Regions from separate parts of the Callithrix jacchus genome. Here region 2 is linked to region 1. The links are chromatin contacts, called in public Hi-C maps. All regions are on one chromosome and are shown on one strand. The core of a region is the stretch at or near the end of the contact, and the rest is flanking DNA. Distances in the headings are between cores, read along the strand shown. Region 1 holds the start of NOL11 (nucleolar protein 11). Region 2 holds the start of PITPNC1 (phosphatidylinositol transfer protein cytoplasmic 1).

The links. Hi-C and Micro-C count contacts between places; a contact is called where the count stands out from the background.
Region 2: a Hi-C map of skeletal muscle shows a contact between it and region 1, with 6 times the contacts expected there. The contact joins the promoter of PITPNC1 here to the promoter of NOL11 in region 1. A contact is called at or near these places in 2 of 3 Hi-C or Micro-C datasets (induced pluripotent stem cells and skeletal muscle).

Annotation. Positions count from the first base shown.
Region 1 is chr5:90,548,266-90,551,526 of calJac240_pri, forward strand. NOL11 (nucleolar protein 11) reads right to left here and starts at 1,758. Exons shown (of 18, transcript XM_017972776.4): 1 at 1,583-1,758. The coding sequence starts at 1,723.
Region 2 is chr5:90,876,346-90,879,606 of calJac240_pri, forward strand. PITPNC1 (phosphatidylinositol transfer protein cytoplasmic 1) reads right to left here and starts at 1,751. Exons shown (of 9, transcript XM_002748676.7): 1 at 862-1,751. The coding sequence starts at 909. All of the region lies in intron 1 of LOC118153754 (a long non-coding RNA gene), which reads left to right.

The DNA.
Region 1 (3,261 bases), core at 508-3,007:
TTTGGGAGGCCAAGGCTGGCGGATCATCTGAGGTCAGGAGTTTGAGACCAGACTGACCAACATGGAGAAACCCTGTCTCTACTAAAAATACAAAATTAGCCAGGTGTGGTGGCGCATGCCTGTAATCACAGCTACTCAGGAGACTGAGGCAGGAGAATCGCTTGAACCCAGCGGGTGGAGATTGGGGTGAGCCGAGATTGTGCCATTGCACTCAAGCCTGGGCAACAAGAGCAAAACTCCATAGCAAAAAAAAAGTTAATATAAAGACAGGCACAGTGGCTTACACCTGTAATTATAGCCTGCAATTCCAGAAAGAGGGTCTCCTTCTGTGGCCCAGGCTGGAGTTTGGTGTGATCTCAGCTCACTGCAACATCCACCTCCCAGGTTCAAGCGATTCTCGAGCCTCAGTCTCCCAAATAGCTGGGATTGCAAGTGCACACCATCACGTCTGGCTAATTTTTCTATTTTCAGTAGACACAGGATTTCACCATGTTGGCTAGGCTGGTCTCAAACTCCTGACCTCAAGTGATCCGCCCACCTCGGCCTCCCAAAGTTCTGGGATTACAGGCATGAGCCACCGACCCCTGGCAAAACTTTAAAGGGGTAGTTAAAATGAAAAGATAACAAAGTCCCTAAATAAGTAAACAACCCTTTGTTAAAAAACAATAGTACATTTAAAAAAATAATTCTATTATGCCTCTGAACAGAGGTATGGGAAATTAAGGAGGGGCAGCTGGGGATCATGTCTATCCAATTCCAATCAGCCCCTGTATTCCTATGTAGGAGCTGCAAAACTGCAAATCTACTTGACAGCTCAAGTAAAACCCAACAGAGTCAGCAGAGTCAAAACACAACAAGGAGCTGCTGGCAACCTGTTCTCAAAACGTCAAAGCAGATAGATAGCTAACTTCTGTAAACATGGAAAACTGTTAACTGTTCAGCGGCCCAGATAAAAGTAACTGTTTTCCATGCGACCGCCAAGAGCAAGGTGAGAAAGTGTTCTTAATCAGGCTTTAGGCATAAAAGGGGGCAGGGCTTGCAGATTTTCCCGGGACTCTCGACTCCAGGATTCACAAGGTGTCAATAGACAAGTCACCTGGAGTCAAGATTCTTACCGAACTATCAAGAAAAGTCCCTCACCCTCTAAAATTGTCCCCCTCCCACCCAAGGAGAGGAGTGTGAAGTGTGAAGAGACACAGGGCTAAACCACTATTCCTAGTCTGTCAGTGTCATCCTCTCCTGCCCAACCAATCTCCCGCGGGCAGCTAAGATGTTAAAGACCCCAGGACGGAATCTTAGCAAGGCCATCACCGCGAGTTCCGAAGCAAAAGCACAGGTTCTCTTTATTTTTCGAGTCTAACCCACGTGCACTCAGAAGCTCTGTCCCTGCAACTCGGAAATACGCCTTTACAAGAAGGCAAGCATCCAGATTCTAGACCTCACTCAGCGTTCCCGACAGGCCAAGCTGGCTCTCCGCTAAGCCCACTCCACGATCTCTCTCTGAAGCTATGAGAAGCTCGGGATCCGCGCTCAGAAAGGGGCGAGAAGGCAGTTGGGGCGCTCCCGATCCTATCGCCTTCACCTTATAGAGGATGACGGTCCTGCCGTTGTCTGTCACTAGGAACTGGTCTGTTTTGCTGGTCTGCTCCACGCCTAGGAGTCCTTCAGAGCCGGCGTTCAGGACTACCGAAGACAACGTGAATTCTTCCTCCAACGATGCCATTTTGAGCAAACCTAGGGACGATCACGCTCCCTCCCGGCAGGCTTCGCGCTTTCTCTCGCGAGACCGAATGGACCGGAGGGGGCAGGTGCTTGCCAAACCAAGAACCCACTCTCGCAGCCTGCGACCTCTGGCGGGGGGAAGGAGCGAGCGCGACTGTGAATTCAGCCAGGGGGCGGGGCCGGCTTGTGTCAGACTCCGCCTCCCAAGACCATGCCTCCTCGAGTCCCGGATGTGCTCCAGGAAGGGATGGGGCAGGTGCGGAAGTTTTGCTTATTGGGTGCAAGCCGTTCCGGGTAGGGACTTGAGACACTGCATGATGAGTCTAGGGAGTGGTCAAATATAAATAAACTAGATTATTTTTCACTCTGCGGTCACTCCCTAGGAATTCCTCCCATGGCCTTGTGGAACCACGAGCCAAAGAAAACAAATTTATCTCTGTAGGTAAACTCCCAATAACGTGCTGTTCCTACGTGAAATGCTTAATTCCCCTCCAGTTCCGAGTTCTCTGACTCCCCTCCTCTTAGCCCCAGCATGGAAAGTCTCTCCCCAGCTTACAGGAAATTCAAATTAGTTTGATGAAGGTGAAGTTGAAGTTCCCTTGATTTTTGGCAAGGTTTTATTTCCGGGAGAAATCTGTTTCTAAGATAAAGCCTGGCAGATTCAATCAATAATGTTTTTTTAAAAATCAAAGATAAATTGTGGGCTGGGCGCGTTGGCTCACGCCTGTAATCCCAGCACTTTGGGAAGCTGAGGCAGGTGGATCACCTGAGGTCAGGAGTTCAAAACCAGCCTGACCAACATGGCAAAATTCCATCTCTACTAAAAATACAAAAATTAGCCGGGTGTGGTGGCACACGCCTGTAGTCCCAGCTACTCAGGAGTCTGAAGCAGGAGAATTGCTTGAATCCGGGAGGCGGAGGTTGCAGAGAGCCGAGATCACACCACTGCACCCCAGCCTGGGTGACAGAGTGAGACTCCGTCTCAAAAAAAGAAAAAGAAAAGATAAATTGTGATGTTCTTAGGGAGAAACTAATAGGCAATTACTAAACAAATGTACCCTGTGTGACAAAGTGCCTCAGTTTATATTTAAGCATCTACCAGAGCTCCATGTGTGTTGTTTCTCATTGCCACAACATGAAAACATGGGCAAAAGGAGAATATCCAGCCACTGTGAAGGAATCAGATACAGCCAGTTTTTATAAAGCTGCTGGGCGCTGTGGCTCACACCTGTAATCCCAGCACTTTGGGAGGCTGAGGCGGTCGGATCACCTGAGGTTGGGAGTTCAAGACTAGTCTGACTAACGTGATAAAATCCCGTCTCTACTAAAAATACAAAAATTATCCGGGTGTACCGGCAGATGCCCCTATTCCCAGCTACTTGTGAGGCTGAGGCAGGAGAATCACTTAAACCCAGGAAGTGGAGATTGCAGTGAGCTGAGATCACGCCCTTGCACTCCAGCCTGGGAGACAGATCGAGACTCTGTCTCAAAAAAAAAAATTTAAAGCTAATAGGTCTTTCGTTGTTCAAAAGTAACAGC
Region 2 (3,261 bases), core at 501-3,000, 330 kb after region 1:
CTGGAATAATCCTCTCTGAGTCACCACTTCCTGAATGCCGGAGCTCGCAGCTTCGCAGGATCGGGAGAAGGGCAGCAGAGCCGCGCGTGGAGGACGAGCCCCCGCCCCGTGCCCCGCGCCCCCAGCCGGCAGCCACGGCCCCGGCACCACGTGCTGGAGCGCCCTCCTGTGGCCGCGCCGCAGCCCCCGTCGCTCTCGGCTCGCGAGCCGACCAAGCAAGCTCCCGGCGGCGGAAGAAACAAGAGACGCAGAAAGTTTCCGAGCCAGGCGGTTTGCGAAAGGACGGAGCCGTGTCTGGGAGCCTCGAAGGGCTGACGTGCCGGGAGCGGCGCCCAAGCCCGCGGCGACGGCGAGAAGTCGGACCCGGAAAGATCTCCCCCTAGGGCTCCGAGGTGCCCCCCGCGGGGCTCGGGGCGTGCAGATCCCGAGGGCGCAGGGCTTCTCCTCGTACTCCGACCAGACCTCAGAGGGCGGAGAGGGAAGGCTGGGCCCACTGTCAGGACGGGGTGTCCCCCACACCCCAGCTACAGCGCGCACTGGGGGCCCTTGGGTTTGCTTTATTCATTTTCTTATTTGGAGAGAGGGGGCGCACCCACTCCTTTTGGCTCATTGTGAACCCCAACAGTCTGGATTCTGGGCGCCCCCAAAGAGCCCGCCCGGAGTCCGCCGCCCCACCCAGCACCGCCCTCCCCGGCCCGGGTGACTAGTGGAAGCTGCAAATGCGCCCCCTTGTCTCCTCCAGCCTTCGGGCTTGCGAGGTACGGTCCACCTGGGTTTCCTGCCTCCCGCCGGGGCTCGCCGGCCGGGAGGCGGCGGCGGGGATACCGGAGCGGGCGAGGCCGGGCCGGGCGCGGCGCTTACCTCGTCCACGGTGAGCGGCATGCAGATCCGGTACTCCTTCAGCAGCATGGTCCTGCCGGCCGCGGACCCCCAGGGCGGGAAGCGGGGGGCGCCCCCCAGACCAGCAAGGCTGCCGCCCAGGCGCAGGGCAGGGCGCCCGGAGCCCAGCGCTCGGAGCCGGCGGGCGAAGCAGCCCCCGCGGCGCGCTCAGCTCCTGGCTTCCTCCTCTCCGCCCCGTAGCATGTCAGGGTTTGGGTCTGGGGTGTTCGCGGCTTCCCCGCCTCCTCCGTCGCCGAGGCCGGTGCTCCCGGAACGCGGTGTTGCAAAGTCAGGCAGCAGGGAGACCCGCTGGGGACGGCTCTGATCCTCAGCCCGAGGTGGTAGGAGCGGCCGCCAGATCAGGACATGCCCGGCAGCGGGCGAGGGAGGAAAAAAAGAGAGGTTCCCCAAAATCAAAACGAATGCACAAAAGTCCCCCGCTCAATCCGCCCCCGAAAGCAGACGGGAACCTGGCGACCGCCCTCCTTCAGCGGGTCTGCCCGAGGCTAATGTCACCAGGAACACATAGCAGCCGGAGCCGGAGATGCTGACTTTCCAGACAAAGGCTCGATCGGCTCCTCTCCGCAGGCGGTAAACAAGATTTCCTGCTCTTTTTAGGGCCGGTCCCCGCGCCGCTCTGGGGCTCGGCTCCGGGAGAAAAGGGAAGCCGCCGCCGCGGCCGCTCGGCTCTGCCCGCCTGGGGCCCCGGGCGCCTCCAACCTCGGCTCGCGGCTGCCAGGGGCGGGTGGGAGGAAGCTGGCGCCTTCCGCGCGCGTCCCCTCCCCCGAGTCCCTCGGCTCCCCGGGCGCCGTGCGTGCCCGCGAGTTTGCAGCCACCTTGCCGGGGCCGGAGCGTCCGCGCCGATGCAGTGTGCCTGGGGCCGGGAGGTGGGTGCGGGAGGAGCGAGCGCGAGCGAGGCTGACATCAGCAGCGGCCGCGGCGGGGAGGGTAGCCCCATCCGGCCAATGGGGAAATGGCAAAGAATGTGGAGGATTTAAACAAAACAGCATGTCTCTGCCAGACGGCGGGGCTGCTCGGGAGCGGAGCCCGGCGGGCGCTGGGGAGGCTCGGGCAGAGGGGCTTCCCTCGGCTCCTTTGCCCTCTGAATCCGCTCTCCAATGTGCTCTGAGTACCACTGTGCTCCGTGCAGCCCCTCTGGGCAGTTTCTGGTCCCCTGGCCCTAGGGACAAGTCACTAATGCCCACCACCTATTTGGGGTCCAGTCAGCAGGTCCAGGGCTGGAGAGGCAAAGGGTGGGATTTGGGAGTCCGAGAACAAACCCTTGCCTGGTTTCAGAGGAGAGATCCTGGAAAACTGGGAAGTGCAGCCGTATGAATGGAAATGAAGTACAAACGGGCGGGGGGGTGGGGGGAGGACAACCAGAGAGAACAGAAACCCCACGTAGCCTGTTACCTCGCCTGGCCCGGCTCTGCAATCTTTCTGCAGATTGTTCAGGCTCCGCACAGCAGAAAGAAAGGGTAGGTTTTTGGATCCGCACTCCTAAGTTCAAAAAGTCACAGTGAAATGTCAATGAAAATGCCTGGGGTGTTGCTATTTCATCCATATTAAACAGATCCCTCATTTTAACCACAAGAAGCACATTCTTCAGTTACTCAGGAAGCAGCATGGAACTACTGAGGACTGTTTTTCATTTGTCTGGTATTTTTCAACTTGTTTTTCTGAAAAGTTGCCGGATGAAAAATGCATCAGTTGCCTGTATGAGAATAACCTGTAAGCATTATCTTTTCTCCGAAAAATCTTCATGCTCTGAAGTCCTGAGGCTAGAGCTTGGATGGCGATACTGATGCCTCAATATAGTATTTTGAATTGTGTTTAATAAGTAATTAACCAATATGATGATGATGGGCTTGTGGCAAAAGTCATCCAGAGGACTGGAGAGAATTTATAACTGTGTGAACTGATACAGACCCTGCTAGGAAAATGATACCCTATATCCAGCTTATATTTTAGTGGAAACTATTTTCCAGATAAATGCTTTCCAGAGTTGGCTCAGAAATATTCACAGCAACTAATTAAAGCTAAACCAAATTCCTCGAGGTGGAAAATCTAAATCTGACACTGCAGTGTTGAATAATAACACATTGAAAGTCTGTGATATGGAAAGAAACTCAAGCTGTTTTTTCTTTTTTTTTTACTTTTACTTGAAAACAAGTGGAAGACCTAATAATCTTCCCAGAGGCAGGAAGGCAAGGGATTGGCTAGCCACACATACGCATGCATGTAGGACATCGGGATGTGTAGGCTGGGTTCCTGGTTCCTGGACATTTCCTGACACTGATTCTGGAAGGATATATTCTACTGATGGGTGACACGGTTGAGGAGCGACTTCTCTGAATTTCCCAAACTGTAAATTGTCACATA